2 separate regions of the Ovis aries genome follow, and region 1 is linked to region 2. Evidence: chromatin contacts called from public Hi-C data. All regions are on one chromosome and are shown on one strand. The core of a region is the stretch at or near the end of the contact, and the rest is flanking DNA. Distances in the headings are between cores, read along the strand shown. Region 1 has its middle 170 kb from the start of CCSER2. Region 2 holds the start of RGR (retinal G protein coupled receptor).

The links. A called contact is a pair of places that touch in the nucleus more often than the background predicts.
Region 1: a Hi-C map of hypothalamus shows a contact between it and region 2, with 4 times the contacts expected there. The contact joins two enhancer-like sites. A contact is called at or near these places in 10 of 16 Hi-C or Micro-C datasets (blood, hypothalamus, liver and 5 more).

Annotation. Positions count from the first base shown.
Region 1 is chr25:38,473,048-38,479,327 of ARS-UI_Ramb_v3.0, forward strand. No RefSeq gene overlaps it. Among named protein-coding and RNA genes, the nearest start is that of CCSER2, 170 kb to the left of the region's middle. Within about 2 kb of position 4,139, at least 2 of the 54 cell types and tissues checked have an H3K27ac peak or open chromatin away from gene starts, as enhancers often do. A contact at or near this core is called in hypothalamus, where this site is marked.
Region 2 is chr25:38,255,236-38,261,670 of ARS-UI_Ramb_v3.0, forward strand. It overlaps RGR (retinal G protein coupled receptor), which reads left to right and starts at 679. Exons shown (of 7, transcript XM_004021531.6): 1 at 679-795; 2 at 2,440-2,596; 3 at 3,607-3,728; 4 at 5,206-5,359. The coding sequence starts at 717. Within about 2 kb of position 4,771, at least 10 of the 54 cell types and tissues checked have an H3K27ac peak or open chromatin away from gene starts, as enhancers often do. A contact at or near this core is called in hypothalamus, where this site is marked.

The DNA.
Region 1 (6,280 bases), core at 2,889-5,388, 220 kb after region 2:
GGTCTGTCTAGTCAAGGCTATGGTTTTTCGAGTAGTCATGTATGGATGTGAGAGTTGGACTGTGAAGAAAGCTGAGCGCTGAAGAATTGATGGTTTTGAACTGTGGTGTTGGAGAAGACTCTTGAGAGTCCCTTGGACTGCAAGGAGATCCAACCAGTCCATCCTAAAGGAGATCAGTCCTGGGTGTTCATTAAAAGGACTGATGTTGAAGCTGAAACTCCAATACTTTGGCCACCTGATGCGGAGAGCTAACTCATTTTAAAAGACCCTGATGCTGGAAAAGATTGAGGGCAGGAGGAGAAGGGGACAACAGAGGATGAGATGGTTGGATGGCATCACTGACACAATGGATATGGGTCTGGGTGGACTCTGGGAGTTGGTCATGGACAGGGAGGCCTGGCGTGCTGCAGTTCATGGAGTTGCAAAGAGTCGGACATGACTGAGCGACTGAACTGAACTGAACTCCCACATTGCAGGCAGATTTCTTTACCACCTGAGAGACCACAGTGAGAAGCGTCCATTCTTCTCACTGGCAAAAAATGAAATAAAGTAATACACCAGCAGAGTTTTCCCAGTCTTGGGTTTCATTAGTAATTCAACGATAGCACTGAAAACACTGGAGGTGCCCTCCGTGTGGACATTCACTTACTGGAAAGGCCAACCTAGAGTCTCAGAACAGGTGTGCCTGTTTATGTAGGAGCCTTGGCTTAGCCTCTTCCTCTCCCCAAACAGTCTTTCCTGGGATGGGACTGCGTTGTGAGGTCTTCAGCAAATTACCCACTAGATCTGTCAGGCCCAGGTACCCACATGTATGGTACTTTAGAAAGTTGTGGTACGTATACACAATGGAGTATTACTCAGCCGTTGAAAAGAATTCATTTGAATCAGTTCTGATGAGATGGATGAAACGAGCCAATTATACAGAGTGAAGTAAGCCAGAAAGAAAAACACCAATACAGTATACTAACACATATATATGGAATTTAGAAAGATGGCAATGACGACCCTGTATGCAAGACAGGAAAAAAGACACAGCTGTGTATAACGGACTTTTGGACTCAGAGGGAGAGGGAGAGGGTGGGATGATTTGGGAGAATGGCATTCTAACATGTATACTATCATGTAAGAATTGAATCGCCAGTCTATGTCTGACGCAGGATACAGCATGCTTGGAGCTGGTGCATGGGGATGACCCAGAGAGATGTTATGGGGAGGGAGGTCGGAGGGGGGTTCGTGTTTGGGGACACATGTAAGAAGTAAAGATTTTAAAATTAAAAAAATAAAAATAAATAAAAATAAAAAAGCCAGTTATATTTCAAAAGCAGCACTGGGAACCTGACATCCTGGTTTGGAGGAGGATGATGGGGCTCTGTTGTGTTGGAGCCTACAGAGATGAACTCCAGACCTGAGAGTCCAGTCCAGTAAAGTAGCTGTGAGCCATTCACGGCTGCTGAGCAGTTGAAATGTGGCTAGTCTGAATTGGGATGTCCTGTAAGTATAGAATCTGGATTCCATATAAAAAGGGTAGAATCTCATTAATAATTTTTATCCTCATTACTTTTTGAAATAAAGTATTTCATATTGTGTTAAATAAAACATGCCATTAAAATTAAGTTCATTTATTTCTTCTACAGTCTTTAAATGTGTCTTTAAAAAATTTTAAAATAACATATGAGGCTTGCATTGTATTTCTCTTAGAGCCAGTCCAGACCATTTGCCATCGTCTTCCTGACTCCTCCCAGGGAGCAGGTGTACTTGGCACTGTGGTTGCCCTGTGATGCCCAGGACCCTTCAGGCTTCTGTGCCATCAAGAGGAGAAAGCCTGTTCCCATCTTCCAAATACAGGCTGACTCCAGAGGGGATTTTCAAGACCCTAATACTAACCATACCAAAGCTGGGTTAGCAATGGAGAATTTGACTAAAATGTTCAATAGTCCCAAATAACTTTGCTTTGCTGGTTGGGACATCTTGTTCTCTAAGTAAATCTTGTTCTTGTTCTTGGTAAATCTGAATTGTTCTCTAGAAACAATTCTAGGATGGGGGGTGGGGAAGGTGGGGAGGGTGGAGTGGGGGGGGCCAGTATTGCCAGCAGTGGGAGAGGAGGAAGCAGAAAGCAGGTCTTTTTTTGGAGCCCAGACTGAACAACCCCCTGTACCTAAAGGAGGTCTCTCTTTGGTAAAATGTTCTCCAGGGTCTAGGGCCAGGGTTTGGACTCCGCCCACTAAGGCACACTCTGATTTGCTTTTGCATTGTCATAGCTTTCAAAGGCCAATCTCTGCAGATTTCCTTTGAAGGCAGCATAAAGTTTTTGTCCATTATCAAAATCCCAAGAATAAACATGTGCCCACGTTTTCGCAGGAACCACAATTCCCTAGTCAGATAACAGCTCATCATCACTGTGATCCCATTTTTTCTTAACGTGATGTGTTATAGTATTAAGAGTCAATTTCCCAGAAGTTTCAGTGGCTTTGCTCTGACTGTGCCAATTATATCAGTAACGGACCCTCACAGTCACATCAAGTGAATGTCAACAGATCCCAGTGTGCCGAGCTCTGCATAATGACTACATGAAGCCAAATTTCTTTAGAGAGTTTTTTGGGGACAACAGGAATTTTTGGCAAAATCCAAGAGATGCCATCAAGCTCCTCCATGTGCCCTGGGCAGCCTGGCCCAAACGTGATGGCCTGGATGGCTGGGTGAGTTTCTTCAAATTTTCCAGTCTATTCCTAAGGCATCTAAGGGTACCCTCCAACTCTTAAGTGGGATTAGGTAGGATGAGTGCCCACGTGAGTTATTGGATGGGTGTGTGTGCCTCCCACACAGTAACTCCTCAAGTGTGAGTCTCTATATCAAGGAAGCCAGAGGTACATGAAGCCTTTTCCTGGGGCTCGAAGTTGGGGAGGGATCAGTGAGAAACCTCCTGCTGAGGTGCACAGGATTCATTATGGGGGCTTGCTCCTTGGTAAATCTGAATTTTGGGGGGTAGATCTGAAAGCCTCTATCTGTAGAGGACACAGCATCAAAGCCAGGAGGGTGAGTGGCTCTTGGCGGGACTCCCATCAGCCCTGCTGGATGCAAGAGTGAAGTTGCGTGAGCTGTGCTGGTCTTGCTGCCTGTTACTCTGGGCAACTTTTGTGCTGCCCCAACTCTTCAGGGCAGCCCTGGAGGGCCCCTGCACCCAGTCCAGCTGGAACTCTCATGGGAGGCCTAAGACCCTGGGCCAGTAGGTGCTTCCTGAGTCCCCAAAAGGAAGGGGAGAGGATGCTCGTCAGGGGGAATGCCTGTCATAGGAGGTCCGGTTCTGTGAAGTGTCTCAGTTTGAGTAAGGCCTGTCGAAGGGCTCCAGGCAGCTCCCCTCTTCTTTCCCCTCCTGCCCACAGGCGCTACTTTCTCCCCAGGGCCTTTCCCTGCTGGTTTTGAGTCTGGGGTGGCCAGGTTCCAGGACCTGCGTTTCCGGAAATGGCCACACGGGGGCGCGCGGCTCCCGTTCCGAAGCGGCTTCTGCGTCTGGGAAGGAGAAAGGCAGACCGGCGTGGGGCCGAGGACGACTACTTCTTAGGGTCTCAGGAGCGCTGGGCACCCTCCTCGTACTCCTGTCTTAGGGCAGGATTTCCTTTGAGCGTCTACGAGGCGACGCCGCGGAGCCTGGAGGTGTCCTTCGACTTCGTTTCCAAGGACGCTCCCGCGGGGACCGCTGGTGCAGCCTGGTTTCCCGCCTATCGTCTGGAAACAGTGACAGCAGTTTTTTCCTGCAGGGTTGTTGAGAGATGGAAAACGTTGACAGGGCCCAATTAGTCCTTTTCAGGTGCAGGGGAGATGGATGCAGGTCTCTTCTGCCTGCGGCGGGGGGGAGGGGGGTGTAGCAGAGCCGGAGACGGTGCCACGGAGGCCGGGAAGCACAGGCAGGCTGGGGGCTCCCTCGGGAACCCTCCCTCTGCGGTCCTCGCCTGTGTCCTCCCGCCTCTGAGCATCGGTCTGTTTGTCTGTCCCTGGTTCGCAGGGCTGCAGCGTTTGCCCCCAGCTGGGAGCCTCCACTGTGAGAGAAATGGGCTGGCCCACAAACTTGACCACTGAAGAAGGGAGGGGCTCCTGACCTTCAGTCCAGTCCTGAGTCATAAAGGGAACCAGCCTGCAGACTGACAGGAGCGGCTGGGGTGACCAGCCCGGCCCAGAGAGAGACCTGGCAACAGAGGCGCCTGTGTAGCAGCCAGTTCCAGCATCTGGCACTCACTCCAGGCTGGGCCCTCCACGTCTCAGATGGTACCTCACTTAATCCCACTGCTTCTCAGGGACATAGGTGCTCATGGTCCATGCCAGATGAGAAAAAGGAAGCACAGTCAGCTTACGGACCTTGCCCACAGCTCTACCCACCTGTAGAGGGTTACAGGGCTGTGAGGCTGATCTTAACCACTGCAACCCCGTGGCCCCAGGACCTAGCCTCTCCCGAGGGTTCCGTCTGCTCTCCTGGAAGCCTTTCAGCTTTCCTCTCAGGGCTTCCCAGGTGGCACTAGTGGTAAGAACCCTCCTGCCAATGCAGGAGACATAAGAGACAGGTTCGATCCCTGGATCAGGAAGATTCCCCTGGAGGAGGGCATCGCGACCCACCTCAGTGTTCTTTCCTGGAGAATCCCATGGACAGAGAAGTGTGGCAGGCTCCATCCCGTAGAGTCACAAAGAGTTCGACATGACTGAGGCGACTTAGCTGGTACGTACTCACATCTGAGCTGAGCATCCTTGTCTAAAACATCTAGGCCTTTCAGCACTGCTGGGGTGAAATGAGTTTCTTGTAAGACACCTCGGGGCAGGCCCAGGCCCAGAGGAAAGGTTCAGGAAGTAACTTTCCCAGGGAGCACACAGGTGGCTGACCCAGGGTACAGAATTCCCACTGTGATGGACCAGGAAAGTGTCTCATAACTCCTGGGGGATTCTTCTGTGTTTTATGTGAAAGTCTGGAGTGCTTTTTCCAACAAATATTTTTAAAGTGTTTGCCCTCTGTCTGCTCCAGTTCAAGGTGTTAGGGATGTACCAGTGTGGGGAAAAACGAACACAAATCCCTACCTTCATGAAACCTACATTCTGGTGGGAAAGGCAGAAGATAAATAGACCTTTAAATGGTGATGTGTGCTAGAGGAAAAAAAGCCAAAAAAAAGCAGGACAGGAGACAAGGAACTCGTGTGAGCGTGTAACTTTGTTTTTGTTTGGGAGGTCAGGGTAGGACTTTCTGAGAAGATGCCATTTCACTTGCTCCCTGAGGAAACCAGGTGACCCCACCCTCTGACCTGAAGCTGCGGAGACTAGAGAAGCAAGTTTACAAGACCTGGAGCAGATGGGGTACATATGGAGGGCCCCCCAGAGTCCTCAGCACTGCCATCTGTAGGAAAATGACTGGTCATATTCTCAAAGGCTGCAGGGACAGCAATTCCTATCGACGAAAAGGTGAATGTCCTCTAGATGAGTAACTGGTTACAGTTGTAATACATTTGAATATACGGTAACGTGGAATTTAAACCTTCGGTAGCAGCAGGCAGAAATGTTGAATTTGACCTTCATAAAGTGTTTTATCTAAAATCATTAGATGTTCTGCCAGTTAATGTGCTGAGGAGGCAGCAAAAAGACTTCCAAATGCATGCGTGTCCCCAGGGTCCTGCTTTGGGAACTCATTAGGTCTCCTATGGGTGGGCCTGCTAGGGGTCAGGCTGCAGCCCTGGAAGTTGGGCTCCTGGCCAGCACAGTGCTCATTATTGGCCTGTGGATGCCTCAGCCCCTTGGGCACAAGCGCCCGTCTCTGTGTGATGAGATTCCAGAGCCCAGGTCTCAGCATAGTCCTGTGCTGACTGCCCAGAGGTTGGCCATCTTGTGATTCGGTCTGGCTCTTGGACTGAAAGTCTCACCACTGGAGAGGTCCCTTCTCTCAGGAAAACCTGGAAGGCTGGTCTTCTGCTGGTGGGCCAGGCATCCTCCCTGGGTCTCTGCCTGCCCCTCCCCCCTTCTGTGGCCTGTAGATGATTTATGAGGACCTGCCAATTAATGCTATGTTCCTGCTACGGCCCTGAAATTGGACAGATGCAGCTAGGCACTTGGACAGCTCAATTTCACACAGCTACTTCCGGGCTTTTTCCCTGGCCCTTGGGCATGGTGGCTTCCTAGCCTCAGTGTGGGACTCCCAAGGGAGGGCTCCAATTGGGCCATCTAGATCTGCAGACTATGACCAGCCAGGAGAGGGCTACTTCTGGGAGAAGGGCTACAAGGGACTGTCACAGAGCGACTTCTATGGTAGAGA
Region 2 (6,435 bases), core at 3,521-6,020:
ATGATGTATTCTTCTGACCAGGACTTACACAGGCCAGGGTAGGTGGAGAGGAGTGGGGAGGGTGGTGGGAGATGCTTACTTTGCAAAAGAGACAACGGAGAGGACCCCGGTGGGTCCGCCCCAGGGACATAGGCAGTTAATGGTTAATTCAGAACCAGAAGCAGTCTCTCATCCCAGTTGGAGCTCTTTCCATGACAGCAAATGACTTCCAACCATCATTCTTTCCCCATAGCTTGTGAGCATACACATGAGCTCCGGTGGACACACATACACGTGTACACACATCCACACAGGTGCTCAGCTTGTCAGCACCTCCAAACATGGAAGAGCCTGGCTCCTGACCCGTTCGCAGGCTTGGCTGCAGCTCAGATCCCCCCTTCTGCTCCTCATCCCGGGCCTCGTTATGCAACTCTTTTCTAATTCAGCTTTCGGCTATACACCATTTGGATTCTGGGTCCTTAATCCGATGGAGCTGAAATGAATGAGGCCGGACTCCGTGCTGGTTTCACAAAGGCTACACTGTCTAACTGATGAATGGGTTCCTTCTGTCCGGGCCAAGAAGATGATTTGGAGGGCCAGGGGACAGCAAAAAAGGAGCCCAATGTCTAGCATAATACCCTGCATGTGCCAGCACGTGGAATGGCCCTTTATAATGGAGGAGCCTGGGTTGAGGGAGCCAGAGAAGAGCTGGGTCGGCTGGGAGAAAGGCAGAGAGGATGGCAGAGTCTGGGACCCTGCCCACCGGCTTCGGGGAGCTGGAGGTGCTGGCCGTGGGGACGCTGCTGCTGGTGGAAGGTGAGCCAGGCAGGATCTGGGGTGGAGCAGAACTCAGCAGGCCCCCAGAATGCAGGTCACAGCTGCAAAGCTGGCAAGAAGTTCCCAAACCATACTCCTCTGTGCTTACACCCATTGGGTCTTCTGATGGCTGCACCTGCGGGCTGCAGCTTGCAGCCTGGGAGCCAAGAGAGAGAAGCCAGGCATGGGACAGGGAGGGAGGAATTCTGAGAAGGGGATGTCGGCCCAGGGCATGACTAAGAACCAGGCCTTTTCATGTCCCTGCTGTCAGGAGAAAGTTGAATCCACTCCCTGGAAATCCTGCTAAGAATCTCGTATAAGATCAGGCCCCTGGTAGGCTGTGAAGACAGTCAGCTCAGACACCTGCTGTCTGAGTCACTGAAACCAAGACACCTAAGCTCTCTAACCCTCAGCGCCCTGACATTCCAAATGGGTGGTGGTGAAGGTTAGATGTGATCAAGGTATAAAGTGCCCGCCTAGACAAACCCAAGTATTCAAGTTCATTCACTCCCTTCCAGGCCCACATTACTTTCACCATCTTCTTGCCCTCAGCCCTAAGCACTTCCGCCCTAAGGGCAACCTGGGTCCAGGAAATGCAAGCTGCACCCCCAAATCCCTAAGATGCTCACTGAGGCCAGGGCTGGACCAATAGATCCGAGAGTTGGGTGAGCCCAAGTCTAGGGCAGTGGGGGATGTAGCCTTTGTTCAAACCAGATTCAGAGACAAAATCAACACATTTGAGAATTGACAGTGGAGAGGGAGCCGCCGCCACCAGGCTGGCCCTGAAGCCCTGGACCCCATCGGCTGGCGGCCTCAACCCCCTTTCCTCTCCTCTGGGAACCCTGCAATCTAGCTTCCCTCTAGGTCTTCAAACATGCCTTGAAAGTTTACAGCTTTATGTTTTTGCACGTGCTGGTCCCTCTTTCTAGAACGCTCTTCCACACCCTGTCCTCTCTGTGAATGCTCACAGTTTGAAGGCAGGATCCTCCCCACTTTCTCACTTCACATGGGAGAAGCTGAGGTAGTCAATGAGTGGCAAGGCTGGAATTCACGGTCGGGTCTGTCTGCCGCTGGGCGCCACCCGCTTGCAGCTCGCGCCCCTGCCTGGGGTCCTGCCACCTCCTTTCCGAGGCTCTCCCTAACGTTGTTCCAGAGTCCTTGGAAAGGGCACTGTGAAAGTCGAAAAAGCTGAGTTCAAGTCTCAGCCCTGCCCCTTACTAGCTGTGTACTTAGGCCAACATCTCTGAGCCTTGGCATCTCTGCGGCAAGTCGGGAGGATGGTGTCCAGGTGAAGAGTGACTGGGAGGATCCGTGTAAAGTGCTCAGCCGGGCGCGTGATAGGTGCCCAGTGGCTGTCCATAACGGTGATTGCGCTGGCACAGACCGTGCTGCACTTGACTGCTTTTCTTCCTCATCGATCTTTCTATCAGACTGTGTGTTGGTAGAGGGCAGGGTGTACATTTCATGGCTTTCAGTATCCGAGGGCCAGCCCGCCTCATAGGTGCTTGATGAGCTGCAAGGAGATGGGTGCTGAGTGTGAGGTGGTGGTGGGGGGGCTGTAGAGGGCCCATCCATTCCGTGGGCCCTCATTCTGACCCCAGGAGGGCCTCGCAGCTCCAGTGCCAGCTCTCCCCTTCTTTTCAGCTCTTTCTGGCCTCAGCCTAAACATCCTGACCATCCTCTCTTTCTGCAAGACCCCAGAGCTGCGGACCCCCAGCCACCTGCTGGTGTTGAGTTTGGCCCTGGCCGACAGCGGGATCAGCCTGAACGCCCTCGTTGCAGCCACGTCCAGCCTCCTCCGGTACCTGCCCCCACCCTAGTCCCTGGGCTCTGGGGCCTGACCTCAGGGCACTGGGCAGCAGGCCAGAGACATGCTTCCTACCTGTAGAAAGCTATAGGGGAGAGGGTGGGCAGACCAAACTAGGGTAAATCTGAAATCCAGGCCATGCCTGCAGAACGGCAGCTGATTTCTGGAACACAGGAGTTCCTTGGACCTGACCATCAGAGCTGGCTGACGGTGGGGATTAAGAGCCTGGCCCCGCAACCAGGCTGCCTAGGTTGGAATCCTGACGTCATTATTTCTATTTCTCTGTAAATCACCTATTATTGCCTAACTCATATGGTTGTTGGAAGTATTGTTTGTAAATAATTTAAAACAATGCTTGGCACCTAGGAAGCCTTAAATAAGTATGTGTGAAAGCAAACAGGATTTTGACAAGTGTCTAAGACCTTACGTGACCGGGGTCTTCCAGTGTGGTCTAAGAGGCTGTTTATAGGATTGTTTTCTTAAGCAGATGGATCATTCCTGTGGAAGCCAGAGCCCCCCTCCCCCCGCCTCTGTGCACGAAGGCTCAGGGCTGACTGTGGGGTCTGAATCGGTGAGGGTTCCTTGCCCTGCTCTCCTGCCCCTTCCCAGGGTGGGGGATGGGCAACTGACGCTTCCGCCCTCCCTGCCCTTGGGGCCGGAAGCTGGGAGGCTGGGGTCTACCCTCTGACTTTGCCTTCCTGCGCTTTGTGACGCTGGCTCCGTACCTGTTCCTCTCTGAGCCTCAGGCGCGAGCTCTCCTCGCATCATGTTGCTCCATGTCCTGTGATATAGGCACCCGATCACCAGGGAGACTCTTTGATCCAACCAAGGTGCCCCCTCACCCCAGTGGCTCGATCTCTAAGGCCTCAGTTTCCTTATAGCAAAACAGATACTAACGCCCTTTTCTAAGGAGCCGAAGGTGCCCTCCGAGCTGCTGACAAGCAGGTGAGGGAGGGGGACAGGGGCGAGGGGGAGGGGTCACTGGCGCCGCGTGTCTCCCGCAGGCGCTGGCCCTACGGCTCGGAAGGCTGCCAGGCTCACGGCTTCCAGGGCTTCGTCGCGGCGCTGGCCAGCATCTGCAGCAGCGCAGCCATCGCCTGGGGGCGCTATCACCACCACTGCACCCGTAGGTCCCTCGGTTCCACGTATTGAGGGTGGTCCGCGCGAAGGTCTGCTCAGCATTTCCCAGTCCAGGGAAGTGCGGGTGGGTGTAAGCGTGCCCGAGTGTGAGGTGTGGGCCCCCAAGAAAGGGAGGAGGGTGGGAGAGCGCAGGAGAGGTGTTGAGGCGCCTGCTGGGAAGGTTCCCTGTGCCCCTCCCCGTGGCCTCAGGCAAGTCAGGGGTCCTCTGTGAACCTTGCTCTCCTCCTCTGCAAAGATGAGTTTTGTAGCCAAGTCACAGTTTTATTTGGAAACTCAAATGAGATTCTGGATACAGAAGATGCCCTTGAGGACAGGCAGTGTTGGGAGGCAGCAGAGAGGTGGTGTGTGTAAGACAGACTGGGCGGGTGCCTTTGCACCTCACACTTCCATGGAACCTCTGCCATGCAAAGGCTTCATGAAAAATGAGTCTGGTTCAAGACTTCCCAAGCTGTATTGTCAAATTCCCTCTTCATCATTAGACATATAAGTGTGCCACCTGCTTTGTTATTTATCTGGTGTTTTTCTTAAGTGACTCATTTTTTTAAATTTAAACAACTGCTTTAGTCTCATTCTAAAAAGTATCTGAAATCACGAAGTTAATTTTAATACACATAAAGGTAAGAAACACATTCACCCGTAGACCATGTAGAATCTCACTCACCATGGCAGAAACATAAACATTCTTTGGGGGCTGTGGCTCAGGCAGCCCTCACTCTAACCCCCAGCTTGCAGACTGGGAAGCACAGGTTCAGAGAAGTCAAGGCGCTTGCCCTGAGTCACACGGCTACAGAGCCAAGCTGGGATTGTGCCTGGCCTGGATGCCCCAGAGGGAGCCTCCCATTTGTCTCCTGGGCTCTGAGTCCTAATCCCCTGGCACAGAGGTTACTGTGGTGTTCACAGCTAACATGGCCTTGAGCCATGAGCATCAGTCCTTTGGAATTGCAGATCTGCCCGTGGACACACGGCTCACTGCCCTCAACAATGTCACATGCTTCTCTCCAGGGCCAGAAACACAAACGCCTTTGTTCTCCGCTAATGCTGACTCCTATCTGCCTCATCTGACCTTGGAGCTCCTCTTCCACTACTAGCCCAGCCCTGTCCCCATACCTCTCGCAGACCATCACTCACACGTGCACGTACACCTGTCTCTTTGCCATCTCCCTCTTTCTCTCCCTCTTTCCCCCTCTTCTCTAAAGAAGATGGTGCAGAGTGTCTCTAGGAGACTTCCACATCCATTGTCTCTTTTATTCTTCATAACAATCGTCGGAGGCAAGGATGATCATTCCCAGTTTATGAAGGAGAAAACTGAGGCTCAGAGAAACTTGACTTGCCTGAGGCACTGCGCTGTTAAGCATCAGCGCCAGCATTTAAGGACACTCCGCAGGACCACCAAGTCCGCTATGTTTTCACTCTGCCAAGCTACCGCCTCCCCTCCACCATCCTCCTTCCTGTGTCCCACGCAGGCAGCCGACTGGACTGGAACACGGCCGTCTCCCTGGTGTTCTTCGTATGGCTGTCTTCTGCCTTCTGGGCGGCACTGCCCCTCCTGGGCTGGGGCCACTATGACTATGAGCCGCTGGGGACCTGCTGCACTCTGGACTATTCCAGGGGGGACAGGTGAGGTGTGGGCAGCCGCTTCGAGGCTTCTTTGCATGGGAATCTGGGCTTTGAGCCTGTAGGATAGCAGTGTCAGCTGCAAATCCAAATGGGGATGTGCCAACATCTGCCAGACAGTCTCAACTCCTTAGCCATGATCCGCATGTAAAAGTTGACCGTGGGACTAAGGAAAGCCCATTCTGAAGATTGGCCAAGGGATGGGAATGTTATGCAAGTTGGGGTGCAGAGTTGGGCCCCAGAAGGAGTCCTGTCCAGGGAGCTAAGCTGCCTTGGTTATAACAATGCTGATCTCCTGTGTTGGTTGTAACAGTCACTGAGCCCCATGTCCCCTTTGCCACCTTCAGCACAGTCAGATCCCAGCTCTGATTTATTGACTCCTACAGGGAGCCATACCCTTGGTTCTATAGTGTCAAAGAATGTTAAGATCTTTGCATTGGGATCTTTGGCATTGAGAACAGTTCTCTGGATTCTCTTGAGCTTTTGCTGTGGGCCAGACCCTGGAGAGACAGCGGTAAATGCGTGATGGCGCCCCCATCAGGAAGCACTCATCCAGTACTGCCAGGCCCACGGGGCTCTGGGGAGCCCAGGGCTCCCTCTAGGGGCTGCCTCGGGCAGGGACCACATGGGCTCCAGCCCGGATCTTGCTCTGCTAGAGGCGCACCGCATTCATCTGCTTGACAGGTTTATTCATGTTGACTCATTTATTTATTTGGCTGTGTTTTGTTTTAGTTGCAACAGGATCTTTCATTGTGGCACACAGGCTTAGTTGCCCCGTGGCATGTGTGACCTTAGTGCCTGGATCAGGAATTGAACCCACATCCCCTGCATTGCAAGGTGGCTTCTTAAGCAGTGAACTGCCAGGGAAGTTCCTATTCGTGTTTATTCCTAATGCACCTGCCTTGATGACAGGCTTCTCAGGTCAAGCCCAGTGGAGAAGGCAGGGGCTGGTCTAATGTCCTCCAGGGAATTCCCTGCAGGTATTTCCCCCGCTGGGGTCCAGCTCCTCTGGCAGCCCTCCCTCCCAGCCCTCCTTATGGACAGCAGCCAGATGATGTGGTCTCCGCTGCACAGAATGG